Linked DNA regions of Mus musculus: regions 1, 3, 4, 5 and 6 are each linked to region 2. The links are chromatin contacts, called in public Hi-C, HiChIP or PLAC-seq and promoter capture Hi-C maps. All regions are on one chromosome and are shown on one strand. Each heading gives the region's core, a stretch centred on a gene start, on an enhancer-like site or on the middle of the called end of the contact. The rest is flanking DNA. Distances are from core to core; before and after follow the strand shown.

Region 1 (4,593 bases), core at 4-2,503, 470 kb before region 2:
AACAAAAAAGTGAACAATTTGCTACTTAGATTGATGCTGTTCTATTTTTTTTTTCAAGAATGAAGCAGGAAACAGGTAGTGATGGGTTTTTGAGCACATTATAAAATTACACATATTGAGGGAAGGGGTGGTTGGGCATATGTGGTAGAAATAGGGAGATATATGTACTTGATTAGTCATTTCTTTGAAATATTTGCCTTGTTACAATTAGCTTTAGCCACATTTAGATATACACACAAAATAATTTCAATGCTATATATAAGTAAAAATGACCAATTTTCTTCTCTCTACCTACAAAGGAGATAATCAAGTGATCCATGATTATGCCTTCAGAGATAACAGTCCATATTTCACTCTTTTGAAAAAAAATCAAACTCTTACTTATATCACATCACTTCTCTGCTTTGAAAGCAAAACTAAATCAATAAGATTATTCACGGCTATTTTATGCAAGGGTGTTGTGGGGTCAGTGCTTAGATAACCCAATGCTTAGCCAGCTCTTGCCGGAGTCATTCATATGAATTCCAGCATCTCACAAGAGTTTACATTAAAAATGAAGCCATGGCCTATGGGCATGACATGATGATCTAGTGATAAAAAAAAATCTAACCTAATTTTTCTCCAGAGAATAGCTTTCTGTCTCTAGCATTTTAGAAATTGTAAAATATCTCCCGAGACCCAAATTACAGAACATGAGACAGGAGGCAAGCCAGTTGGGTTGGCAGGATGCTACAACCCTATCAACCTATCATGAGGCAAAGGAGTATTTAGTCACATTCATGTGAATATCTGCACAGATGTGCACTACCCTGCCACTAATTAAATTTATTAAGGACTTGTTTGCTTTTATTAAAATAGAATAGAAAGGGCTCATCAATTTATGAAATATAAAAGAAGAATTCTTACAGGCTCTTATGTTGTAGTTAGTACTGAAAAAAATATAGCTGCCAGACAGTTGGGTTTTTGGCAGCCTCTAATTTTTACATTATACAATTCAAACTACTTGCAGCAAAGAGTGATACTCAGAGGAGGAGAGACTACAACTTACCCACTGTTTCCTTTCTCTTTAGACATGTTAACAGAGTCTCTATCCCTTCAGAATCATATTTTTTTGTACATTAGGTTATATTGACAGTTCTAAATAAATTAGCTTCTAAACTAAAGCAAAATTTTATGACATTTGAATAGCTCTCCTTGTTGCTAAAGCAATAAGCGTCACTGACACAAATCCGAGAGTAACATATGGTCTCAGCCTTAGGCCAGGGTGTTCCGTTTGAATTATTCCAGGCTTTTCCCCACAGTGCTGTGCTTCAAACATGAATCCAATTACCAACTGCAGTCAGGCAATTGAAAGGCTGTAGGAGAAATACTCTAATAGGTGGGGAGGGGGCAAAGGACTATGATTTGTGTGGTAATCAACAAGAGAAGGTCAGTTGTAATAGAATAGACTGCTTTCCACGACAGTGCTAACGTAGAAGGCCTTCCACTCCATGGAAGAAAGCTATCAATAGATTTGTTGTTTTATTACCAAGGATGCCACTTACTGACAAGATGAAGAAAAGAAGTGTGAGCAAGCCTGTTGATGGATTGGATGATTAAAGTCAAGGTTGTGGTGAACAATTAGCAAACCGATGACCGATTGGAGGTTCTGTGGTTGTGAGGGCGAAAAGCAGGATGCTATGCAAATGTTGACCTGAATAAAATAGGCTCATTTCTTATTTATTTTTTTAATTTCTATTATGGGCAGACTTTAGGATTCCAAGGATGAATAATAGACATGCATGTCTCCTAAACACAACACTTCTTTTAATTATTGACTTTCCTTTCCTTTCCTTTCCTTTCCTTTCCTTTCCTTTCCTTTCCTTTCCTTTCCTTTCCTTTCCTTTCCTTTCCTTTCCTTTCTTTCCTTTTCTTTTCTTTTTGTTTGTTTGACTGCCTGAGTTTTTATTTTGAATTTAATTTAAGTTTATCATTAAATGATGCTATTTCTTTGATACATTACATTTTCATTCCTGAGTTGTTTGTGTTTTTTATTATGTGTTTGTGTTTTCACAGTCTTTTTTATTAGATATTTTCTTCATTTACATTGCAAATGCTATCCCGAAAGTCCCCTATACCCTCCCCCTGCCCCACCCTGCTCCCCAACCCACACTTCAGCTTCCTGGCCCTGGCATTCTTCTGTACTGGAGCATATAATCTTCGCAAGACCAAGGGCCTCTCCTCCCAATGATGGCCCACTAGGCCATCCTCTGCTACATATGCAGCTAGAGACACTAGCTGTAGGCTGGTTTCACAGAAAATTGGACATAGTACAGTTTAAAGTCAGGAGTAGTGATTCCACCAGAAGTTCTTTTATTGTTGAGAATAGTTTTTGCTATCCTAGGTTTTTTGTTACTTCAGATGAATTTGAGGACACAGCAATACCTCTCCTGGGAATATACCCAGAAGATTTTCCAATTTGTAATAAGGGCACACACTCCACTATGTTCATAACAGCCTTATTTATAATAGCCAGAAGCTGGAAAGAACCCAGATATCCCTCAACAGAGGAATGGATGCAGAAAATGTGGTACATTTACACAATGGAGTACTACTCAGCGATTAAAAACAATGAATTTATGAAATTCTTAGGCAAATGGATAGATCTGGAGGATATCATCCTGAGTGAGGTAACCCAATCACAAAAGAACTCACATGATATGCACTCCCTGATAAGTGGATATTAGCCCATAAACTTAGAATACCCAAGATACAATCTGCAAAACAGAAGAAACTCAGGAATAAGGAAGACCAAAGTGTGGATACTTTTTTCCTCCTTAGAATGGGAAACAAAATACCCATGGAAGGAGTTACAGAGACAAAATTTGGAGCTGAGACAGAAGGAAGGACCATCCAGAGACTGCCCCACCTGGGGATCTATCCCATAAACAGGCACTAATCCCAGACACTATTGCATATACTGGCAAGATTTTTCTGACAGGAGCCTGATATAGCTGTCTCTCGTGAGGCTATGCCAGTGCCTGGCAAACACAGAAGTGGATGCTCACAGTCAGCTATTGGATGGAACACTGGGCCCCCAATGGAGGAGCTAGAGAAAGTACCCAAGGAGCTGAAGGGGTCTGCAACCCTGTAGGAGGAACAACAATTATTGACTTTCTTACAGGTAGGAAAGAAGTAGAATGTATGTCTACCTATTCTAAATATCACGTTGTAAACTCTAATCACTGAAACTGTTGTAAAGACAGAACTCTGTAAACTCCAGTATTTAAAAAAAATGTATTTCATTCTCAAGATCTCTATTTTTTTTTCCTATAAAGTCTCACAAGTCAATTACATAGCCAGACAAATCTTATGAATTATAATAAAAGTAAAAACAAATGGTCCTACGAATCTAATAAGCTAAAATGCTTTTACCGGAAATACCAAATCTCTTTTTTATAAAGATAAATCCTAGAGTTGCAGAATCCATTATTCAAGGCTAATCTTATCCAAGCTCTTGCTGCATGTCTTTGGCTCTTGGGTGCTAATCTATTAGCCTACAACACATGTACTTCTTTTAAGCTTGCTCAAGGGCTCTATTCCTTCCACATCTTAATCAATGAAAATACAAAGATGTATTTGCTTCAGGCTGTTGGGATACCAATATATCACACTCTGAACTCCTGTGTATAAATTGTGAAAAACAACATAAGCCCTGACATTTTAACTACATATTTCTATACCTTATAAAGCTTACGCTATAATATATTTAACATTTTTTAAATATTAAAAATATTCTCTTGTAAAACATATAATTATGCCTTGTGACTTTTTTGACTTTCCAATTCTAAAAGTTGAAGATATTTTCAAAACAACAGCACCTTCACAGAGTGGAAGCGCCCCCTGTGCAAGTGCTCTGTTATGTTATGAACCCAATAAAACTGAACTTTTAAGGAAGTACTGATGATGCCATAGATAGTCAAGCCATTGAAGACTTCTTTTTAGAGAAGCTCATGGCTAATAGCGCAAAATATGAGCATGTAAGCTGTCTACCGTTTAGTCCGATGTGAAAAGCCAGATAACTCACAGAAAGAATGTGATAATAGAGCCATCAGTGCCTGTCTGGCAGGTCCTCAATGAAGGGTGTCCTTGGTAGGAGCCACAACATAGAGCAGCCATCTGCTTCCCATATTGGATCGCTGTTCATTCTGTAAGCCCTCTCCTGCTCCGGCACTTAGGAGAGATTAGCTGTTCCTGCGATCTTGGTGCTTCTCTTTCACAGGGCAATTAGACAAGAAAGGCACTGTGAAAACTCCAGAGACAAAGATGTGCTTTGCTGGCAGGGACATTAGTGTCAAGTTTTACAGCACAACAAACTATGTAAATGAGCCTCAAGGACCAAGAGAAAAATTCACCCAGCTAGGTGTCAGAGGAAGAACTGCAAATAGTGGGCTAGCGCAATACTTTTTTCCCCTACTGTATTCTTCATCAGCTAAAGAAAGCAGGCTTCGTGTTAATTTCTGGGGCAGACTGTTTTGTGGTTGGAGAAAGAGAAGTTTTAAATGGTCTTTATCACGTGTGTCTCCTGGCAATTGATATTTCCTTTCATTGGTT
Region 2 (4,881 bases), core at 1,625-4,124:
GAAAAAACAAAATGTAGTTTCTTCCCCATCTAGGTCCTCATTCTTTCGGTTAGCTCCTAGTCCTAACCTGTCCTCAGCTTTACTTTATAAATGACTTCCGATGTAACTGTTCTGTATTGGACTTTTTCCTCACTCAGCAGTGGGTTCAGTCAAAAATGTCTGGGTTACAGTGTCCCTTTCAATGAGGATTGTCAGCCCTTCCACACCATGTGACACAGCCCTGGTTTATCCTGGGATGATAATAATTTCCTAAACCTCAGACAGAATCCATTTATTCCTCTGCTTTTGGGTTTGCTCTCTTTAGCCTAGAATAGGTTACGAACACATTGACTTGTGGCAAGGAAATTCTATGCCATTTTCAGTCTACCCCATGGAGAATATTTCCCCAACAGCCACCATCAACTCTGGCTTTCCTCCTGTCCTCTGATGCTATCTCTCTTCCTGACAAAAATACACTGTGTTGCATGCATGTTGGGGTTTTAAAAGTATTTCCCCTCTATTGGACATCACTCTAATTTTGTTTATGCTCCTTCTGTCTACTAACAGTGTCTTCTGAACTCTTGAACTGTTAAATGTTTACCTCTCCTTATATTTCAACACCACTTTTTGGGGAGGACAAGAATCCATTGCAATCATGTCTGTACTTCCAATCTTACTTGCTAGTCTGTCTGTTGACCTGAATTTCTTTTCACATCTATCTAAAATAATCCTGAGATTATAAATCTTTGCAACTTCTTTTTTCTTCCTTCCTTCCTTCCTTCCTTCCTTCCTTCCTTCCTTCCTTCCCCCCCTCTTCCGTCCCTCCTTCCCTTCTTCCTTTCTTTTTCTTTCTTTCCTTCCTTTTACTTATTCATTCCTTCTTTTTATTTTAGAGGCAGGATTTCATGTAGCCCAGGATGTCATATAATTCAGTGTGTAATGAGAAGTTTTTCTTCCTCCATCCTCCAAACGCTGTGTTACACACCCTGCCTATGTAATACTGGGTGTAGAACTCAGGTCCTCATGCAAGCACTCTACCAACTGGGCTACACTCTCAGCTTTGGGACCTCTCTTTTTCTGCTGTCTTTTTGGATTAAGGAGTCTACAACTGAGACATCCTAGATAGCTTACATAGTGTGCCTAGCTCAGGCATTGCTTTAAACTCCATTTCTGCATACTTGTAACATTGTTCAAACATGAACAACCTTTTCACCATCCCAGGTGGTTGTTAGATGTTAGATGTGAAAGAGAAATAATGGGATAGTGAGAGGAAAGGAAGTAATACGTTCATAAAGACCAGCATACCATCATGACCTTTCCAAATGCTTTTAAATTGCAATCTGAAATAAATGTCATTTCTTTCAAACTCTCAGTAAAAAAAAAAAATCATATCCAGCTATGAAGCAATGTAACTGTTGTGGAACTGCAAACATTATGAGGCAATCCCCACTCTCTCCATTTTCTGGTCAACAAACCTTATTTTCAATGGAGTCAGATTTAGCACTGGTGGGCTCTACAGCCTCTGGTGGCCTAATGTGAGAAGGAGTTAGGGAGACAAGTCTCTCGAGGAAGTGTGAACAGAATCAGTCTCTTCCATCTGGCTTCTTCAACCCAACCCATCTTTACCAAACAGTCAACAAAGAGTATCAGAAGCCATTAGCCTAAATTCCAGGGTCATAGAAAGTGGAGTGCTTGTGAAATACACATCTTATTATCAGGACCCTTAAAAACCTACTCCGTCTCCCTTCTCAGGGCTCTAACACTGATCACTGGCGTTAACGTTGTCAACCTAATTTTCCGTTTTGAAGCCGTGTAAGGAAGTCATCTTGCTCCTTTTCAGGATAGGCTGAGATGGATGGGTGGTTGAGAGGGTTGGTGAGGAATCATTTTCTGGGACCTATTTCAAAGATAATTCAAAAGAGATCTTAAAGTAGAAATTGGATAAATTACATGGCTGAAGTAGGTTGCAGTGAGGTTGTTCAGCATGAGACCGTTTGTAACCATCATGCAAAGTAATTTAGCAAGTCCAAGGACATTGTTCTCTAGGAAATACTGGATTTTTCAGCGTTAAAAGAGCAGCCTTCAAATAGTCCCAGATTAGTGGCAGCTGGAAGGCAGAACAGGGAGCTATGAGTTAATCTCCGAGTCTCACAAAACAGGAAAGTTCTAGTGCTAGCTAGTTGTAGGCAGGAGCATTCCTTGTTCAGGACTTTCGATTTATATTGCAAATCCAGCAACCATCCGATGGAATGAGTGGTAGTCTGAAGCTATGGCTTTGGCTAGGATTGTTCCTGTCCTGGGAGGGCAACGGCTATTTGCCAGTGTTCAGAACCTGACTGTGACCTCTCTGTTTCAGCTGAGATTGCTGTATCAAATGCCTTTAACAGCCCCAATACCATGTGGTAGACTGAGCAGTCTACTTTTATCTTGTTGAATCACTAAGAGGACTGTGAACACACAGAACACAGTAAACGGATTAATTGCAATGGTCTTTGTCGTTCTACAATAATTGAATGAACGTCTTCCACTTTTAAAAACAATACTACTTTTTTGAACATTAGTTTCAACTCACAGTACCTCTAATAGGGATCTTTCAGAAATAGGCAACTGATCAAGTATAGCAAACAAATAGCTGCCTTCCCGTGAAAACGGAATGGCTCCCAAGACTCTCCGTCGCTGTCGCTGTCCCAGCACATCTTCTGGCTTTCCTACCCCACCAGCAACACTCTCGACCTCCACCCCTCTGCGTTCTTCCGCAGCTCCGTGGAACGGAGCTGGCTGCCAGCCATGGGGCTGCCCTGCTCTTCTTCAGCGCCCGCTGGCGACGGCACTAGGACCCAGAGAAGTCCCCGAGCGGGGTTCGCAGAAAGGCAGCCAGACTCCTCCTTATCTCCAGTGTCAAACTTGACATCAGACTGCGAGCGGAGCATGGTAACTTCTCCAGCAATCAGAGCGCTCCCCCTCACATCAGTGGTATGCTTCGCGGAGATATGCTCCTCTCACTGCCCGGTGCACCAGCAACATGGATTGTCACCTCTCCATCCTCGTCCTGCTCGGCTGCTGCGTCCTCAGCTGCTCCGGAGAACTGAGCCCACAGCCTTCCAACGAAGGTAAGCCAGGTAACCGCGCCGCTCCCGCCGGAGCGGAGCCCACAGCCCCCGGACGGCGCTGTTCCCTGAGATGCCCAGAAAGCAGTGGCAGCGAAAAGATTGTTTGCCCAGTAGCAATCCCAAAACACTTTTGGGGGATGTCTTGGGATTGTAGAAACCTTTAAAAATAATAATAAATCTGTTTTTAATCTGATAGCGAGCGATTCAAGTGATTACCACATTTACCAATTTGAACCAGAAAGAAAGAAAACCTTCGGTTTCTTTTTTTCTTTTTTTCTTTTTTTAACAACCCAGACTGTTAATTGCCAAATAGCCAAGGCAGTATTTTATTTTCTAATTATGACCATGTGGTTCTTTGAGAAGTTTCAAAGAAAAGGCTAGCCTCTCTTGAGATCCCCGCGGTGTGTTTTAAAGATAATGACAGGTTGCTCCTGCTTACACCCTTTGGCACTTATGAATGGACTGGAGAGAAGGGGGCTCGTTGGACCCGAGGTGTTTGAGTGCGCGCGTGTGTGCATGTGTTTATGTTACAACCGCCTTATTGAAGTGCTGTGGATCCCGCCGGGCGATGCTGTGCTCAGCGATACAGGTTCTCATGGGTAGCATATGCATGCCACATTATTAACAGCAGTGATGGTTCAAGGGATATACAGTGAGCTTAAGTTGGGTTCTTTTGTAAAAAGGCCTTTCATACACATAGAAGGATGCATTTAATGATTGATTGATAATTAGCTCCTGGGTAGATACAGTAAATAACAGACTAGCAAATTAGAAAGAACACTCATGGAAAGCTAACGGCATTTCCTTGATGCTGGATTAATTATTGTCAGTGTAACGGGCATCCTTGCATTCTCAATGGATCAAAGTGTAAACCTAATATTGAGAATATTTGTTTTCGTGGATACTGAGCAGACTCATGATATTTTTTTCAGACTTTTCATTATCTAGTTTTAATGATTTGTGAATACAAACTCTTAAGACAACTTCTCTGAATAATTGATTGCCTTGCAGCAACACTTACAACTTTAATTTCCTCTTAATGATTTTGAACATTGAGAATTGTATCGAGCAAGTTAACAATAGAGGACAGCTGAAGTGCAGGGAGCACAGTAGCTGTACAACACTCACTTAAAAACGTTTTGTAGAGCCAATGTTGTAGACATTATGCTTATGCCCATGTGAAAGAAAAATGTATGTAAACCCATTAGCACAAAGACCGCTTCCCATGTTTGGTGACCCACTTTCACGCTAATGGGACAGTTTAATTTTCTTTCCTTAGTGCCTTGGCTGCCTTTATCAGTCTGACTGGTTTTATTATTTTTTGTTTGCTTTTCAGTAGAGAAGTAGTGGTTTTTTGTTTGTTTGTTTGTTTGTTTTTCTTTTCATCATGAAGATGGGAAAACTGATTTTTTCCACAAATCACTTATTTAGTAATACAAATTAAAATGTTCACTTAAAAATAATCATCAGCCATTCTTGAAAGAAAGGTCATCCTGAGTGGTCATCTGCGCATGAGTAACACAGCAGTATGTTAAATTCTTTTAAAATATTTTTCTCAATATATTAAAATACTAACAATAACTAGAAAATAATATAACTGGCACTTTTATTTATTTATTTATTTTTGCTGAGTTGTCTTTTTCCAAATAGAATGTGTACGGACTACCCAGACAATGATCTCACTGAATTAGTGATGTGTAGGATAGAGATGAACTTACGTTTATGGTCAACTTAACCTCACTTTAAATTGCAAATAATAATAATAATGACCTTAGTTTTATTCATACTCATA
Region 3 (4,661 bases), core at 422-2,921, 410 kb before region 2:
GATTAGGTGTGGTAACTAAGTCCTAGAAAAGAGTGGAAAACTGACCCAGAATCCAGGCATTTACTTTAACACTTGCATAAGTGTTCTTTCAAGTAATATTGAAACAATTTCAACAGCATTAGGGCCCCACACCTAGAAAGAGTCTCCATAAACTCAGTGCAGTACAAAGAAGTATTAACAAATGTGTACTTGTGACCAGTGAGGTCATACGCAATGAGATGGTAAGTGGTAGAGGGAAGATGTGGTGTATGCTCTTGGAATCTTGAGGTAAGCTCATTGTCCTTTTGGCCCTTGCTGGATTCCTATAGGTCCATTTTCCTTGCCTCTCAGGGAATGAACCCTTGCTCTGGTCTTCTCCACCTGGGAATTGCTTGACTTTCTCTCTCCTCATTTGTTCCAGATAGTAAGATATCCTGGAAGGTCACGCCCAATTTAAGTTCTAATTTTAGATTTGGGAGGTCATAGTGTCTCAAATGTGGCATTTACTATTTTTCTGTAACTGGTAATTTTCTCAGAGACTCCTGGGAATTGACTCTACCCTGTCATCTGGCATTGCCCTAGGAAATGATAAAGTATTTTTCTCTAACCACTAAGGCAACAGGAAAATATTTGTTGGCCCCTTCTTTTGAAAGTAACTAAAGAAATGCAAATGAGCACTGAAAACAATACCACCATCAACAAAAACACCTTAGGCTAAAAGAATTGTAAAGGTTTATTTATTTATTTATTTTTCTTTTAAATTTTTTCCCCTAGTAAACAGTTTTTAACCACAAAAATGTACAATATATCTTAAATGTTTTATTTTCAAATATCCATCTGGTTCAGTTGTCTTCCGTAGTTATTTTCTCCCTTGCAGCGCTCATTCTGTAACAATGCATGGGTAATTGCATCTATGCAGGCTCCTGCAGTGCTCAAACCATACAAACTAAAAGATGGCTTTTCAATAGAATAAAGCAATTCTAAGGATCATATATGAGCTCTGTAATCAATATTATACAATTTTTTGAATGGGGCACTGACGTGAGAGAAAAGCCCTTGTCAAAAGGAGACATATGAAAGGGCCTTTTGTATTCCCCTGTGCTTGAAAGACTTTTGGCATTTAAAAACAAGAGGCAAAAAATATTGACTAAGGTCTCTGGATTGTGTTCTTATGATTTGATATTTTGTTGAAGAACAGTGCTTAGCAAATAGGAGAGGGTCAGCTCAGGGTTGTGTTGGAATGCCTGTTTACACAGTAAGTACATACAAATGACTGACTACAGGTAAGGCAAATGTCTACATCATGTTTATGTTTGCATTTCCCCATATACCTCAGTGCTTTGTTGTAGCTTATTGTTTTGTTTTTTGTTTTGTTTTGTTTTTTTTGAAGAAGGGTAATCAATCTTCAAGACTAAAGGAAGAAATAAAATCCAAACGTATTTCTTTCAACTTGCTAATTTCTATTCATCTCTCAAAATTCTGTTCTAGTAATTTTATCTCAAAAATGAATATTGGATTTTTGCACTCTCTTTCTAACTAAACTGAGTGTTTTAACTGTACACAGTCCCTAAAATCTTATGAAATTAGTGAGCAACACATTTCATCACAGCGGCTGCTTTCTATCTCTTCCTCTTACTTCTCAAGCCTCATTAACGCCCAGAACATGTTTTATTCATGATTCAGTTCTCTGCCCTTCTCGGTGTGGCACATCATGCATAGTAAGTGCTGGAAAAAGCTTTGTCAGAATAAGCCAAAGCATTGCCTGGGCTGTGACACGGTGTCCAGTGTCATGTGAAAGTCTACATTCCCCAACTTCGAAATTATTGGGATTAATCATCACTTTGTGAAAATCTGGCATTCTTAGCTGGTCAAAGCCTGTGATTATTTAATGGTCAGGTAATCCACACAGATTTTCTGATGTTTTGAGACAATTGCTCAGGTTGAGACATAAAATTTAGAAGTAAAGTTGACGTGATTGTTGTTTGTTTGTTGTTTGTTTTTAATAAAAGAAACATCACTACATTCTATGCAAACTTAAATTCTTGATGTTCTCTCTTTGGCTATTTCCCCAAATTAGCATTTCTCCTGTCCCTCATCCCTACATGGCAAACCATAGTCAGTTCTTATAAAGGCTTTGTAGTGATCACACCCCTTCTTCATCTTGCAGTTTTTGAGTGTTTTGTCTGCTGGGCAGTGGTGGCACACATCTTTGATCCCAGCACTTGGGAGGCAGAGACAGGCAGATTTCTGGATTTAAGGCCAGCTTGGTGGTCTACAGAGTGAGTTCCAGTACAGCCAGGGCTATACAGAGAAACTCTGTCTCAAAAAACAAAACAAAACAAAAAAAAATAAAGAGTTTTGTCTCTTTTAGGCTATATACAGTATCAGCAGCCATGGGCAGGCCCACATTTTACCAGCACCCTTTGAGTTCAAAAGACAATGCTGCAATCCAAGATTCTCTCAGTACCCTACGTTCATGTACAATGATATTTTACCCAAGATCTAAATAACAACTTATACATGGTTTTTATGAGAAACATTCAGCCATTTTTTAAAATGTGCAATAGTCTCCTTGATATGCTGAGTGAGATCTAATGATAGAAACTTCTTCTTCATCATGGATAGACATTTATTCACTTCCAGTCGATGTCTAAAACACAGAGTAGCGAATTACACACACATGCACGCACATGCGCACACACACACACTCACACACATGTTTTTACACACCTTTTTTACATACTGTGATTGCTTTATATATAGTTATGCCTATTTAATACCCTTTTAATTTTATCTAAGTGCTAGTCACTCACCATGGCAGTGGCTTTTGCATCTTGAGGTGTGACAGCAGAATTAGCCCAATCTCTTTTTCTGTTTTCACAACTTTACAGGTAGATGATTTGTCCCTAGCAACCTCAGCACACCTGGGGTTTTTTTTTCCCCCTTACTAAATTGAGCCTTTCCACTTCAGGAAAGACTCCACTACTACTCTTTGGTGTCTCCAATTTTCCAGTATTTCTACCCCTGACTGTTAGACTCACTGTTAAAAAAAAGTTACTTGAACATAATTGTTTTGGATTTCAAAACAATTTATTTGAAACTCCAGATAGCCATTGGACTGGTTCAGGTCCAGGTAGGAATGGTTCTGGCATTGCAAGAGTATATACCTTGCTCATCAGCATGCTATGAAATGTATAACCTGTGAACTCTTTACCCATAAATGTTCTCATTTAGTATGTTCAGGTAATGATTATCCAAAGATAACTGAAGCCCCAGAAAGGAAAAACTCAGCTTATCAGGGAGACTATTGCACATTAAAAAAATAGCTGAGCATTTCTCATAAAAACCATGTATAAGTTGTTATTTAGATCTTGGGTAAAATATAATTGTACATGAATGTAGGGTACTGAGAGAATCTTGGATTGCAGGAATTTTCATTTACCTTATAAAAGTGTCTCAAAGAGGTTGCAATTTGATGCATGTGGTGTGCGTATATATTGTGTGGTCACACACACAGGAAAAAGTATAATGTTCTGTAACTTAGGGAAATCCTGCAAGAACATTGACCCATGTCATAACATTCTTCCTTATCCATTTAGATCCAACTAAGGAAAACATAAGTTAACAAGGCAAATCATTTCCATGTGAGCCGAAGAAAAGCTAAGTTTGAAAATCATGATATTTCTAGAGTTAGCTAAGTATTCCTGAATAGAGCAACTTAACATCAGAAAAGGGTAAGTTTTATAAATATTTACTAGGACTGTGTGGCAAATCAGAAAAAAATGACAACAGAGTTTTGATGACACCTCCTGATAAATTCAGTCCCCAACTTAAACGGGAAGCTTTGCCAATCGATAAAATCACTATTTCTTTTCTGAACATCATGTTGAGACTTTCTCCTTTCCTCCAATCTCTTAGTGCATGTTATGGCAGTAAATAAAACATGATTGTATTGCTATGAGTAAAATTAGGGAGAACTGTGTAACAAATAGGTAAAGCACTGGAAAATCCATGTCATCTATAATTTATAAAGGAATGATACCTGATATGCCGAATATTTCCTAACAATCAGCAAGAAACATGCAAGATATTAAATTCATTTATTTAATACATTAATGTAATTTACCTTTGTCCTATTCTTTGAATGTATTTTAACCATTAATTCATTTTAATCCTCATAACAAACCCAGGAGGTAGAAAATATGATTTTCTCTCTTTGAAATTAAAACCTGGAGACACACTGAATTAAGCAACTTGTCTAAAGTCTCAGCTTAAGTGGGAGAACTGGCAGTAAGTCTCTAGGCAGGCAAGCAAATCAACAGGAAAAGCAAATGGAAAATAGGAAAAGTATGACTGACAAAACAGAGCACCTAAGTGCTGGGGAAAATGAGATTTTGTTCTTCTCTTTAACTGAGCTGGAAGCTTGCTCTAAAGAATGGTCAGAGATCTTGCAAGGATAAATCTTTGATGCACAAACTATAGGTTGTCTGACTTCTGAGATCAAGATGTTTCTCCTATCCACAAACGCTTCCACCCTTTCAAGAGGCTGAAGACCTTCTCATCTCTTGTTAGTTCTGTTCCTCTTGAGTAGCTATAAGATATGTAATTTAAAAAGAACAAATAACATCAACAGCAAAAGCACTCAAACCTCACAGGCATATGGAACAACTGGAATCTGACAG
Region 4 (4,399 bases), core at 680-3,179, 300 kb before region 2:
GAAGCAGAATATTTTTCAGGTAGGTTGAGGATGAGTTATAAAGATTTAAGCAAAGGAGATGAAGAGTACAAAGACAAGACATCAATGGTACAGTAATAGAGAAGAGAAAGTGGGGCCCAGTGTTTGAAATCTTGCAACTGAACTGTAACACAATGATCTGCACAGTATTTGCCAATCTACACAACTGACTTTCTGTGTCCACAGTGTAGTTGCATCCAGTTTGCTTATTTGCACTGTATGAAACCTTTTAGGTTTTGGTTCTTTGGCTCCGAAACTCAAGCTTTTCACATTGTCCATGATATGGATTATGTAGGAAAGAAGGCAATTATTGCATGACTAATGGTAAAGGATACACACCTCTAATTCCAAAGTCTGAAACCTGAATCTTCTGGACACACTGATATGACATTACTGTAAAAATTCTGTACCAGACTTCATATGAATGTTTGCGATTAAAATGCTTGTGAGCAGAGCTATTGCACAGCATTACCTTAAGGTTAGAGGTTCAAGGTACAGATGGATTTCATGTTTGAACTTAGATCCAAACCATCATCATCAAGATATCTTTTTAGCTAGATTCACATATTCTAATAAAATAAATCTGTATTGTAGACCACTCTGGTACCAAGTATTTCAGAAAAGGAATATTTTTAACTTTTGCCTAATATTCAAACAATTAATAAAAATTAAAAATTTTTAAATATGCAAATTCTAGATGGATTTGTTTGCCCCAATTGCCCTGGCATAGAAGATAAGAATAGTTAATGTAAGAAGAATACATATAGAAAAAGGATGTTAATTTGAGAAGTGGGGTGGGAACAAGAACAAGAAATTGTAAGTGGAAGGGTTGGATATAATGAATAGGAATTGTACTTATGTACAATATTTTCAAAAATAATAAAAAGAGATTTTTCCGGTGGTTTCTTTTTCTGGCTCTTGTTCTTCTGTTTGTTTCTTTTGTTTTATTCTTACTTGCTATGTTTTGTTTTATTTTATTCTTTATGTGCTTGTTTGTTTTCTAATGAGAGAAGGAAAGAGTGTCATTTTGGATGTAAGGAGAAATAGGGAGAATCATAGAGGAACTGAGGAAGGGGAAACTATAATCAGAATATACTGTGTGAAAAACAAGCTATTTCAATAAAAGGAAAACAATAAAGAAATATTTTAAAGCAAATGAAGAAAAGTATCAGTGCATGTAAAATTATATTTGATGCACTCTCTGCCAGAAAACAAAAAGTGAATTTAATAAGCACAATTGTTACAGTATTTTATACTTAAAATGAAATGTTCATCTTTTGGAAATATATTTTATATAATGAAAAGGTATGATAGAATGCACTTTCTACCCTTTAAACAAACTTAATTTTTCACAATTTACAAATTTTCAATTGTGACTTTCGTGATGAATAAATTTTAATAATACAAAACAATGGTTTCATTTTTCCTTCTTTTTTTCTTTTGAATCTTCTTTCTTTATATTTCTTTTTCTTGTGAAAGTGTAAAATGTAAGTTGAATGTCCCAATTACCATGTGAAAGACGTGAAAACCATATGACTACAAATGTCTCATCCCTTAGCAGTTTCTTTCTTAGCAGAGAATTTTGCATATGGCCTCAGAGGGGGGAAAATTTAGGGTACTCTTCTATCTCTTTATGTGAAAGAGAGGAAAAGAACAAGAACAGCTTGGGAACTTTTGCATATTATGTTCATCGTAATATGAGGAGCCCTAATTCCTAATATGAAGTCACTTACTGATTAGCAGTGTGAGTTTGAATACAATTTCCTTACTTTCTGGAGGTGGTTAATTCCTTGAACTGTCAAATGAACAGCTAAGAACACATGCTTCCTCCATTCTCTGAATAATGCATTCCCAAGACTGAAATGAAAGATCCCAGCTCCTAAAGCTCAAAGACTTTTTGCTTTAGAATTCCAGAGCTTTCAACTAGCAGGGTAGTGTTTTTATACTGCACAGATAGAGGAATGCAGCCTGGGAAAGGATCCATCTGTAAAGACTGTTTAAAGATATTAAGGCTGGGAACACATAATGAACCAAGCTTGTCCAGAAAAAAAAGAAAGAAAAAAGCAAGAAAAAAAGGAGCAATTTACACTATGTGGTGCAGAATTCTGGCAGAGTAATCAGCTTCTTTGTTTCTGGTATCTAATAAAGAAGAAGGGGCTGAGAATTTAAGTAAATAAAGCTGAAATTAAGTGAATGCCTGACCAGAGGCGGAGGGAGATTAACAGCCCCTTTCCATTGATATTTAATTTACTGAAATACTCTTTCCTTTAAGTAACTTTCTGATGCTGCTTGACAGCTTGGCTCAGTCTACAGTGAGCCGAAGCCGTTCTGAAAATAACCACATGTATGCCACAGCGTCTCATCAAGGTTTTGCCAACATGTTTTGAATGACGTGGGAAAAGATACGCCCCTACGCCCCCAGGCAAGTCGTGACCCTAAAGATAAGAACATCCTTGACTTCAAAGTTCAAGCTGTGAGTATGACTCAGACTGTTTCTGTCACTGTTTGCCAACAATTCAACTATTTTATCACATTTGCAGTTTGCTTCATGAAGATATAGAAATTGCAAAAAAGGAGCCTTTTCTAAGGTTAAAAATCTAACATTGAGACTAGCCTTCGATACAGGATATGATGATGTTGAAAGAAAACATTGGTTTCTGTCCGTCCTACACCTGTCTTAGGCTCAACGGCACCAAGGAAAATGGAAAGAACAAGGCACTGGGAGAGAATGAAGCAGAGTCAATGGCTTCTTTCATGTTTTCAGGAATATTTTATATCACTTATAGCATATATTTCTTCCTTGAAAGGTGCTGTTGGCCTACCTGAGTATCCTTTATAACTCATAATCTGATAGATCCACCCCACCCCCCAGTCAAGCCTGAGACTATTCTCTCCAGGAACAACTCATTCATTGTAGGGAAGGAAAGTTAAATTTAGCCAAAGGAACCTATCAAAGCTTACAGGGCTTGCTGCTCTGGGAGGCTGTCAAGGTGATTCCATGCCAACTTGGACCTGTCTTCACTGGAAGACTCCAATCTTTGCCAAACGTTATGCTTGTTTTGTGACAAAGCTGAAAGTCCCAGTTGGATTTAAAGGAGGATATCGATTTTATTTTATTCCTGTCTCAATCCAGTGAAATTCTGTATCTGTGACCAAAAGCATAAGTAAGCAGGTGTTCACTTGCCCCATTGTGACTTAAAATTTGATGGACCATAAAAGGGAGTTGATTGATTTGTTTTAAAAGAGAGATTATTGTAACACATAATGGTCTGTAGATACAGTCATTCTATGCTCATCTTCTATGCTTTTTCTCCTGCTCTTGCACTCATTCCATTTCTATGCAAGTCAGATCCTTTAGATATTTAGCATATTAAATACTAGAGTCTATAACTGTGATAGCAAACTAAATGTCCCTGCTACCAAGTCACCTTTACTATTAAATTTAGGTGTCAACAATGCTGTAGTAAAGGCAAGCGTCAGACCTTTGGTTGTGTATGCTTCATCTCTGTACAGTTTAGAAAATATCTTGAATAATCTTAGACATTATATATTTAGGAACAGATTCTTTATTAATGTGTTAATATATGGTATGCATAGATATTTTATGCAGATATTTAAATAAATAGTCTCTAGTAGTTAATTTTGTCATTATATCATATCCTCGGTAGACATTCATTCTTTCTGGTAGAAAATTTAGAATATTTTATGATATGATTAATTATTAATTTCAGTGTATATATCATTCAGTTGCAGATACAATTACAGTAGGTTGCACAAACACTTCATCCCAAAAAAGTAAAAACAGATTTTCTTTTCCTATCTTTTAAAATTGCTTCAGTGATTAGACTTATTTGTAATAATAATAGTTTTCATATTTTAATTATTTAAATGCATCAATATTTGAATCTAATGTCCTAGGATTGAGATTTCATCATAAAATTTCAGAGCATCTTTCTCATGTATCTGCTTGCTACTGGATGTTAAAAGGTGGCCTGCCCATAGGTGTAGTCCTCAGAACTTGTTGCATAAGACGACAGGACATGACTAGCAACCATAGCTAATCCCACAGAAGACTGTGGGTATTTTAGGTGTTGTTATGAAATTCCAGCAGCAACGAGAAATTAATTACTTTTCAAATCCATGCTATGTGTCATTTGCTACTGAGCTATTAGTTACAGCATGACCCAGAAAAGAAGGATCCTAGAACAGATAAAAACAATGTATCAGAGAACAACGTATGGCTATATTCTACAGTGCACTGCAAGGACTAAAGAAAAGTGTATATCCTTATATATAAGAGCCACTTTTCTAAGTTGCATACTTGTTTTGTTAAATTTTATTTTGGTGAGAATATTTAATATGCAATTTATACTCCCAGCCA
Region 5 (4,852 bases), core at 902-3,401, 490 kb before region 2:
TTTATTTTTATTTATTTATGATCACCTGGGAGATTGCCCTTAATTCTTTACTTTGTTCTTTGGATTTTGTCTGGTTTTGAAACCAAGGTGACAATGGCTTTATAAAAGAATTTAGAAGTATTCACCTCTTTCCTTTTATGGAATATTTTGAGGACATTTGGCACATATTCTCTCACCAAAAGTGTCAGTAATCATGAGGGAAGAGAACAGAAAGATTCTAAGAGTTACAAGTAGCAGATATATGGCAGAACATTATTTGATGGGCACATAAACTTACATCATCTCAGACTACATGCACAAAACGTGTAAAAGATCAAGAAAGACAGTCCCGTAATAGATAGGGTAGGATCACCATGTCCCATCCCTAGCTGAAGTGGTACTGACAACCAATAGCTGCCTCACTAAAAAGAATTAGTTTTCTTCAGGCATGTAGCACCTGAGTCAGGTAGACTCACCAGGCTAGACCCTAGAATAGTATGTCCAGGATCAGCCTTGATAGTCGGGTTATATATGGTATGTGAGTGTCTTTTGCGTGAGGGACAGGCAGGGAGTGCCTTGATAGAAGCCTATAGGTTGGCTGCAAAGCAGTCAGGGATTGCCAGGCTATGCTAGAGAACTGGATGCAGGACCAGGGCTGGATCTGGAGGGTTAAAGAGAAGGTACCAAGGAGAAGGTCAGGAAGAATTATGGGACTAGACCCAGAAATGAATGTCCCCTTTTATCTCTTCATAAAATGTATACTCTATTCCCATTTCCTTGGAAGGTATCCCTATCCCAGTTCTTTACTAGATTCCTAACCTCTGTGGTTATTTGACTTAAAATGCCTTGAAACATACGTAGCTAAAGCTTAAAAACTACCATCTACTTATAAGAGAAAATATGCAGTGTCTGTCTTTTTGGGTCTGGGTTACCTCACTCAAAACATTGCTTCTAGCTCTATTCATTTACTTGCAAATTTCATTTTTTTCTACCAGCTGAATAATGTTTTATTGTATAGTGTACCACATTTTTATCATCTATTGATCAGTTGATGGGCAACCATACTGAAGGGGTGAACAGGTTATATGTATTAGAGAGTTAGTTCCAGCTGTTAATGGTAAAGTGCTTTCTTTTTCAAATCAGAAACACAAGCAGTATGCAAAACAGAACAAAATAAGATGTATGAGAATTGAAGAGAGTGAAAAGCTGGATGCCACACCAAATCCTTAGGTCCACTGAATATCAGTACATTTGGTCAAGGGGCCATGAGAAAAAGTTAGACGAGTATCTACCAGACACAAAAGATACGAAAAATGTGCCCAAATCTGTTATATTCTGTTTCCTGAAACGAAACCCCGAGAAGCAATGTCTTATAACCAGGCTCCTGGCCATCTTACAAAGGCAGGATCTCCATCCTCTGTGAAGGCAGCAATACTGGATTCCTGAGCATGTTTCTAGGATGTGCTTAAATGTTTTTAAAGTAACATTTATTGGTTTCTGGTTACAGCATCCTATACAGTTATTATCAAAGAAAAGAGAACAAGGAAGAAAATAGAAACCATGTGTCATAAAAAAAAAAAGTTGCAATCCACGTGAAGATACCTCATGTGGCCTGAAGCCAGGTTCTCAAAAGGCTGTTGTCTGACACAGGACAGAGAGGGCCACAGGAGACATCAGGGCCACACCTGAGAAGTGTGGGGTGACACAGCAAGCATGGGAGAATGACTACATGACTGCTCGCCGGCTCAGCACAGCTGTATAAATCCTCACATTCTCCCCTGATTCAGCCTACAGTCTCAGGCAGCAGGCTAATGAAGTATAGCAAACAAGTGAAAGGAAAGGGAGACAGACAAAAGGCAAAGTCCTATCACTTCTTCTGAAATATTGTATTAAAATATGTCACTGTGTATGTCATGACTACATAATAAGTTTACAATTTAGTAATTTCTGACAAGAGAAATGGAGACTACAAGTGCAAAATACTATGTTCTAGAAGATAAGGATATTTGTAGCTCTAGAGAGTGTCCGAGAGTGACCCTGCTTTCTACCAATCTCCCATCTGCTCCCAAGATTTTCTTTGAAGAAATGCTGCAGTCCACATTTCACCAGGACTGGGACAGTTTCTCTCATCGGCTCCAGGTTCTAACATTTGACCTAAGGCAATAAATAATGGGAGTTCGACTTAACTTCCATCTCAGCCCGGCTTGTTGGCTCTGAAATTAGGGGTGTGGCTAGGTTTAGACAGATAGGAATCCGGCCAGATTTTTACCAACTTAGCTGGGGAGTACTTCTCTCTAATGAACTGGAACCACGTGGGGATACATTTGGGGTTTTGAGAAGCACCATGAAAAGAATACCTACATTCCCAAAACTGACGCTGTGTGAGAGTGGTGCTGAGCTCGCTGATGCTATTCCTCATGGCTCCTACATTGTCCATGTCCATTTAAAAATATTACTATTTTTTAAAAAATTAGCATTCAGTGTAATGGGTGGCCTCTTCATATGCATTAACATTTAGTTAATTTTCTTCCTCGCTGCTTGATCCCTTGTGGTGCAGGCATTTTCTTTTCCTCTTTCAGGAAAAATCACAAGTATTCTATTATCCCCCACACTCCTTGTTTTTTTTAAAAAAGATTTGTTTTATTTAACATACATGAGTGTTTTGATTGTATGGGTGTGTGTGCCCTGCAAGGCGATTTGATGACTAAAGAGGTCAGAAGAGTGAGATAGGTTCCCTAGAACTGGACCTGGAATTAGATGGTTGTAAGCCACCATGCAGGCTCTGGAGGCAGAATCCCAGTACTCTACAAGTACTTTTAACCTATAAGCCATCTCTTAAGCCTCTATTTTTTCCTAATATATTAACTTGTGAGAGTGTGTGTATGTGTGTGTGTGTGAGCATGCATGCACACATGCACATATGTTGCCTGTGCCCTGGACTACTGTGTCCCACCCTACCTGCACTTAGGAGTTGGAGGTGACACACAGATGTCAGGAGCATGTGAGAAATGCAGCAAGTAGCTCATCTGAACACTGCTGCAAGCTCCTTTAATACCTTCCACCCATGCCCCATTGGTTCCAAGAAAGCATCTCTTCTAAACAGCAGTTCCTGATTAGCTAGCATTGATGGCACCAGCAATCCTTGGTCTCTCAGGCACTCCTCAATTAGGTCCTCCTATAGGAGATGCTTTGCAGCTGCAGGAAGCCTAGCATTTACATAGAGGCAGCCTGCCATTCCCCTACACGCATATATATGTAAAGGCATGCCCTCCATGGCATAGATCTGCAAGTCAGAAAACAACTTTGGAAAAGTGAGTTTTCTTTGCTTTGTGGGTCCTGGGGATAAAATTATGGCTCAGGCTTGCTGGAAAGCACCCTTACCCATTGAGCCATATCATTGGCTCGAATTATACTCTTCGAAGCCTCCTCCCCATCTGTTTGAGGAATTCTTTATTACACTGTGCCAAACTCTCCATTTCCTCCCAGAGAACAGTTGATACTAATTTCCGGATACTTTTCACAAAACAGCTGTGGTGATCTTTCTATCTATAAAAGTTTACACTGATGAAATTTCAAATGTTGTTATATGTGGTGAAAGTAAGTTATCAGTATAGGTCTTTGAAAATGTGAAGACGTTAGAAGTCAATTCACAAGATCCAGTTGGTTTACACATGAGGTCTTCCACACTTTCAGGAATGGATTATCCCTGTGAATCAACTTGGCTAGGAGCAGTGCAACTGAATATAGTGGTGACTAGCTACAAGTGCTATTGAACACTACAAATAACCAGTCTGAACATGCGCTGTTGGTATAAAATATGCACTGGAAACTGTGTAATATAAAAGGGAATATCATAGTTTTAATAGCTACAAATGACACGCTGAAAGTTAACATGCTGACATATTGAGTTAATTCAGTCTGATTTTATGGTTTTTTAATACCTGTTTTGTACATGATATGAGAAAATTACAAATGTGTGTTAATCTGTGTTTTGTATTACATTTATACATTGACAGCACTTGAGTAGAGAATATTATAAAGAAAAACTTAAAGCTTTATTAAGTATATAACACATTTTCTTTATGTTAATGTTTGATAATGATCTTACAAATATGCAGTCACTTAATATATAAATTTTTATAAGTAATTAAAATACTGAAGTAGTCTTTTTACTAAGGTCTACCATGAGTTTTGATTTTAGCAGATGTTTGGAAATCATGGCAAATATTGGTTTGTCATTAGGGGCAAAAGAGTTATTGACATATACAGGTAGAACTTGATTCTAAGCTCAGATGCTATAACCACAGCCACAGTGTAGCCCATGTAGATCCTGGTCTAAGTCTTTGACCAGAGGCTATTGGCTTTTGGTTCAGAGCATGGTTATACCAAACCCAGTAAAATGGAGAGTTTATCCCCATCCAAGCACTAGTGATCATTCTCTGACCTTGACTCGATAGAGGTACTACCACCTCCTCTGGCAGAAAGGAGATGACTGATTTCATATTAAAGTGAAAACTGACCCTGATCATAACTATGTCAGAGCCCACTGGTAGCTCACCAACATCTAATACCAGTCTCTTGGAAAAGAGCAGGATTCTTGAAGAGCCAGTATCCATTCTAATTAATCTAGAGCAAGGTGAACACAGGTGTTTCAAGTGGATAGTGATGTTCAGAGACTTCTTGGATAGTATTTTGAAAAAGTATGAGGCCTGTCTTCACTCTACCTTCCTTCCTTCAGATTAGAATGCAAGTGTGGCTGCTGAAGTAGAGCCACCTAGTCAACAGTGAAGTAGGTAAATGGTCACAGGAAGATCAAGGGAGTTCAAACACCCCAATGACTGAAGTGTTCACACTGGAAACACTAGCTCTAAAT
Region 6 (4,298 bases), core at 157-2,656, 270 kb before region 2:
AGACATCAAAGACTTTCTCATCAACCTGGGCATATCCATGCTTGTGCAATGCATTTTCACTCGGCATATTCTAGACATCATCGAATGAAATCCCTATCTCCTCCTGGCTATCTTTCTAAACCATCATTCAGCAGCTACTTCCAAAGCAATCACTCCCATCAACTGCTCAGTAAATGTGCTTGCAGTGACATTACACAAGCACACTAGTTACAAGAAATAGCTTTTATATAATTATTTGCACCCTAAATGATATCTGGCAACTTAAGAATTATCATTATGTTAAACAGTCTGCTCCTGATCATTTAGTTTAATGCGTACTTGGCTGATTGTCAAACTTTCTTTATTTGCCACTTTCCAAGTTGTTGTATGAGTGATGGCACATTAGAAATGTCTGTTGCCATACTTGGCAATGTTAAAAAAAAAGACTGTCTATTATAAAAATATAAGCTATTATGCTGTAATATTTCAGTTTAAAAGGTGGAAAATCTTGTAGCTTTTCATTCTGATACTTACATTTAAAAAATGTTCACAATGTCAAAATATTTATGTGTCCTGGGCATCACTGACTGACAAAATCAGCCATTTGTATCAAAAATGTACTGTTCATTTTGTTAAGTGAGGTAATTTCCCATACTTATTAAGTAGTATTTCTTAAAGTTATGAAGAATGGATTCTAATGATCCTAGAAACCTAAGGAAGGACACACATACTAATGCCCGCGACACAGAGAGTCTTAATGTGTCTGTGGTCGTTATTTCACTTAGGCATACTTAGGGTGTGAAACTTCAAATCTGATAGTAAGTTTTAAAGTTTAATAAAACCATCAGTGTTAAAAAATTGAGAGCACACATTATCAAAAGATTGATGGTTTTGATTTATGAGTCACAGGCAAAACCACAAAGCCTCAGCAATCACACTGTGCCTCATTAGGTAGAAACATGGATTAAATCAATACACAGTAAAAATGGAACACGGAGAGATACATTTGCTTATGCGAATGAACTCATAGCTTAAGTGATCAAGTTTATGTTTTTATATTTATGCTTATCATTCTCAACTGATTTTCTTACTATTGCTTCTCTGCTTTCTAAATTCAACTTTAAAATCAAAAGAACAATATTGACTGAGCATTGACTAACTTAAAAATAGATACGTATGGTTCAAATGCTTTTAATTATTAGTATTTATGTTTGGTTGAGACAAAAAGCCAAGTGGAGAGAGACTGCTCCCTTATTTATAAATAGGCACAATTAAATTACATAACCTTTCAGGAAAACAATGACCTGTTTCTCATTATTAAGAATTTCATTCCTTGTTCTCATAGGATTGAACAGTATGCCTAGCTTGGTAGTAAAGAGTGTTCTCTCATTTTCCTACCAGGGGATCTTCAAATGATTAACTAATAATAGCCTTGCAATGATTTCCAGATGTTATTTGCAGCACAAGGGTTGTCTACCTATCTTCCAAGGAGATGGTGTGGGAATTGGGGTTCTCTTGCAGTTGTAAAATAGAAATCACAGAAGTAAATATTTCCCACCCAGAATCTAGAATTCTAAACAAGATCACTTTGAATACAAGCTTGTGGATTGATTTAAAAAATTTGGTTTGGATAATTAACTGATGTCATCATATATTTATCATTTGCAAAAAAAAAAAAAGGAAAAAAAAAAAGAAAAATGGAGTTGTTATACAAGCACCCAGAGAAAATGCAAAGAAACAAAGAAACATTAAAAACAGAAGACTGAATATTTTCTCTAGTTTGTATTGAATGTCACTGATTATTAGAAGAAAAAATAAAAAAAAAAACAAACAAAAATCCCAAACAAAAGACTAAAGAAAGAAGTAAATGATGCAGGATTAAATTCTGAAAGCGAATATAACAGGTAGAGTACCTTCCAGCTGCAGAGCTTGACAATTGGCACAGCTTACGAGTATTTATTTCTTTATATACTTATTCAGATATTTACCTTAATTAATAATATATTATCCTAGAGGAGCCTTGGAAAATGTATTTAGACTTCTCAGCGTATTGGAGCAATGTGATGGCTGAATAGGATCCTCTGGAGACCTCAGCCGATATTGATAAACCTAAGTGTCGTATATGAAACTATGAGTCACTGAACGGTAAAAGTCTGGGGAATGACAAGACGCGTGTTTTTGACATAACAAAATAAAAAGAGTGTGAAGAAGAGAGGAAAGGGAGAGTAGCCTGTGATATCCTCTTTCAGCTCTAATGAATCTAACCGTAAGATGTGTCCTGCTTGTGGGAAGGAGGGAGGATTAAACGTAGACCTCACACTTGAATCCTAGTACCTCAACAACTCCAACCACCAAACTGCAACCTGAGCCTGCAGAACTCGTCTAAACCAGACAACACAGAGGATCTCTACCATCAAATCTCATTCAACATCAGGTGGCAAAGTTGAACAAGTCTCCACTCCTTTAAGAGCAGGATATGAAAGATACTGTAGGTTTTGTCTCATAGTCCAGCACAACAACTCCAATAGGTGCACTCAAGCAATCAGAAGAACTGAAGGCCCTGTAGATAGGCCAGCATTCACAGGCAGAGCTTTTGTCCACTCCAGTATTAATTAGGCAGAGAGATGTGCATCTGCAGCACAGGATTAAGTTTAAACCCTATCAGCTTCTGCCTTGCAGTATATCCAGAGAACACTTTGCTCATTTACAAAGGCTATCCAGTCCTCAGAAGCTGAGCAACTCAGTTATAAATTATCAGCTGCCAGCTCAGCTGCCAACACACTGTCTCTACTGTGCTCTGGGTGCAGGAAACACAGCAATCATCCAGCCAAAGATAGGGCTTTAGTTCTGTCCTCTAATAGGCTTCACTTGTATTTTGCCTATGTTATCAGCTATGTGAGTGAATGAATACTCCTAGCACTGTACAGTTCTTGTGGCTGTGCAACTAGGTAATAATCCACCTTCAAATGCTCTGAACAATGGCCCATGTTCTGCCTTTACTAACTGCACCAACTTCAGGTTGCTGCACAACATGTAAGACACTATTCACTGGGGCTACTACGATTGTGTACTAAGCTTATTACTTTATCTTAGAAATTAGTACTGGGTTGATAAGTAGATCCTTACATTTCTCAATGGTTTCATGATTATGGACCCTCTCCAAGAGTTCAAGTCAAGATCTTTTAAAAGAGTTTTTTTTTTTCCTTAATGAGCTATATTCTGATAATTGTTTTTCCCCTCACACAATACCTCAAAGATTCTTCCTACCTCCCTTCCCATCTGAATCAATACCATTTCCACCTTTTGTTAGGAAATAGAAATCTAGAGAATCACAATAAAATAAAAGAAACAAACAAATAATCAAAACCAGATATACTGGGATAAGACAAAAATACACTGAAGACACTGTCAAAGATAAACAACAGGAAACACATTGGATGCAAAGGCACATATATCCACACACTCAGGAATCCCTAAAATCACAAATCCAAAAACTATAATACACACACACATACACACACACACACACACACACACACACACACACACACACACACACAAACTCTATGTAAAGTAAAAAAAGAAAAAAATGTAGATCAATTTCCAGCTTCCTGGGGAATCATTACACTGATTTCCTTCGTGTCTATAGTCTCAGCAGCAAAGGATGAGATGAGTGATCTCTGTATTTCACGTCCTCACCAATATGAGATGTCATTTGTTTTATTTATTTTAGCCATTCTGACTTGTGTAAGATGAAATCTCATAGTAGTTTTGATTTGCATTTCCATGGTGAACTAAGAACATTGAACATTTCTTTAAGTGGTTCTCAATCCTGTGTTTTCTTATTTGAGAATTATTCGTTTAGGTAAGCAACCCATTTTTAATTGGGTTAATTACTCTATTGAAGTCTAGATTTTTGAGTTATTTGTATATTTTAGTTATTAGTCCTCTATCATATATATGATTGGTTAAAAACATTTTCCAGTTCTGTAGTCTACTTCTTTTTCTGAAGATAGTGTCCTTTACCATACAAAAGATTTTAGTCTCATGAGGTCCCATTTAATGTTATAACTAGTGCCTGTCCTAACAGTATTCACAAAATCTTTTCTTGTGGCAGTGACTACAACACTATTAATCACTATGTCTTTTATCAGATTTAGTATATCTGGTTTTATGTTGAGGTCTTTGATCCATTTGGAGCTGGCATTTGTGCAGGATGAGAAGAATGGATTTATTTGCATTCTTGTATATGTAGTCATCTGGTTTGACCAGTACCATCTGTTGAAGTTGCTATTTCCGTAGAGTATTTCTGATTTCTT

Evidence for each region. Promoter capture Hi-C pulls out the DNA fragments that hold promoters and counts their contacts. Hi-C and Micro-C count contacts between places; a contact is called where the count stands out from the background. HiChIP or PLAC-seq counts read pairs in DNA pulled down with a chosen protein or histone mark.
Region 1: a promoter capture Hi-C map of hippocampal neurons shows a contact between it and region 2, with 6 times the contacts expected there. The contact joins the enhancer-like site here to the promoter of Epha3 in region 2. A contact is called at or near these places in 8 of 39 promoter capture datasets (3T3-L1-derived adipocytes, cranial neural crest, embryonic stem cells and 4 more), 2 of 484 Hi-C or Micro-C datasets (both in cortical neurons), 7 of 115 datasets of contacts at active chromatin or transcription factors (astrocytes, embryonic basal ganglia, embryonic forebrain and 4 more) and 1 of 9 other capture datasets (adipose tissue).
Region 3: an H3K4me3 HiChIP or PLAC-seq map of embryonic basal ganglia shows a contact between it and region 2, with 4 times the contacts expected there. The contact joins the enhancer-like site here to the promoter of Epha3 in region 2. A contact is called at or near these places in 8 of 39 promoter capture datasets (the 3T3-L1 cell line, cranial neural crest, embryonic stem cells and 4 more), 3 of 484 Hi-C or Micro-C datasets (adipose-derived mesenchymal stem cells, cerebellar granule neurons and cortical neurons) and 4 of 115 datasets of contacts at active chromatin or transcription factors (astrocytes, embryonic basal ganglia, embryonic forebrain and 1 more).
Region 4: a contact with region 2 is called in a Hi-C map of cortical neurons, with 4 times the contacts expected there. The contact joins the enhancer-like site here to the promoter of Epha3 in region 2. A contact is called at or near these places in 5 of 39 promoter capture datasets (the 3T3-L1 cell line, cranial neural crest, frontonasal cranial neural crest and 1 more), 5 of 484 Hi-C or Micro-C datasets (cerebellar granule neurons, cerebellum, cortical neurons and 1 more) and 3 of 115 datasets of contacts at active chromatin or transcription factors (craniofacial prominence, embryonic forebrain and forebrain).
Region 5: a contact with region 2 is called in an H3K4me3 HiChIP or PLAC-seq map of neural tube, with 4 times the contacts expected there. The contact joins the enhancer-like site here to the promoter of Epha3 in region 2. A contact is called at or near these places in 7 of 39 promoter capture datasets (embryonic stem cells, hippocampal neurons, liver and 2 more), 4 of 115 datasets of contacts at active chromatin or transcription factors (embryonic basal ganglia, embryonic forebrain, embryonic hindbrain and 1 more) and 1 of 9 other capture datasets (adipose tissue).
Region 6: a promoter capture Hi-C map of second pharyngeal arch cranial neural crest shows a contact between it and region 2, with 3 times the contacts expected there. The contact joins the enhancer-like site here to the promoter of Epha3 in region 2. A contact is called at or near these places in 5 of 39 promoter capture datasets (3T3-L1-derived adipocytes, cranial neural crest, embryonic stem cells and 2 more), 1 of 115 datasets of contacts at active chromatin or transcription factors (forebrain) and 1 of 9 other capture datasets (adipose tissue).

The regions. Positions count from the first base shown.
Region 1 is chr16:64,329,436-64,334,028 of GRCm38.p6, reverse strand. No RefSeq gene overlaps it. Among named protein-coding and RNA genes, the nearest start is that of Csnka2ip, 270 kb to the left of the region's middle. Within about 2 kb of position 1,253, at least 20 of the 459 cell types and tissues checked have an H3K27ac peak or open chromatin away from gene starts, as enhancers often do. A contact at or near this core is called in cortical neurons, hippocampal neurons, neural tube and 1 more, where this site is marked.
Region 2 is chr16:63,862,168-63,867,048 of GRCm38.p6, reverse strand. Epha3 (Eph receptor A3) reads left to right here and starts at 2,874. Exons shown (of 17, transcript NM_010140.4): 1 at 2,874-3,089. The coding sequence starts at 3,002.
Region 3 is chr16:64,272,636-64,277,296 of GRCm38.p6, reverse strand. No RefSeq gene overlaps it. Among named protein-coding and RNA genes, the nearest start is that of Csnka2ip, 330 kb to the left of the region's middle. Within about 2 kb of position 1,671, at least 14 of the 459 cell types and tissues checked have an H3K27ac peak or open chromatin away from gene starts, as enhancers often do. A contact at or near this core is called in embryonic basal ganglia, where this site is marked.
Region 4 is chr16:64,164,846-64,169,244 of GRCm38.p6, reverse strand. No RefSeq gene overlaps it. Among named protein-coding and RNA genes, the nearest start is that of Epha3, 300 kb to the right of the region's middle. Within about 2 kb of position 1,929, at least 8 of the 459 cell types and tissues checked have an H3K27ac peak or open chromatin away from gene starts, as enhancers often do. A contact at or near this core is called in cortical neurons, where this site is marked.
Region 5 is chr16:64,351,975-64,356,826 of GRCm38.p6, reverse strand. No RefSeq gene overlaps it. Among named protein-coding and RNA genes, the nearest start is that of Csnka2ip, 250 kb to the left of the region's middle. Within about 2 kb of position 2,151, at least 3 of the 459 cell types and tissues checked have an H3K27ac peak or open chromatin away from gene starts, as enhancers often do. A contact at or near this core is called in neural tube, where this site is marked.
Region 6 is chr16:64,126,564-64,130,861 of GRCm38.p6, reverse strand. No RefSeq gene overlaps it. Among named protein-coding and RNA genes, the nearest start is that of Epha3, 260 kb to the right of the region's middle. Within about 2 kb of position 1,406, at least 8 of the 459 cell types and tissues checked have an H3K27ac peak or open chromatin away from gene starts, as enhancers often do. A contact at or near this core is called in second pharyngeal arch cranial neural crest, where this site is marked.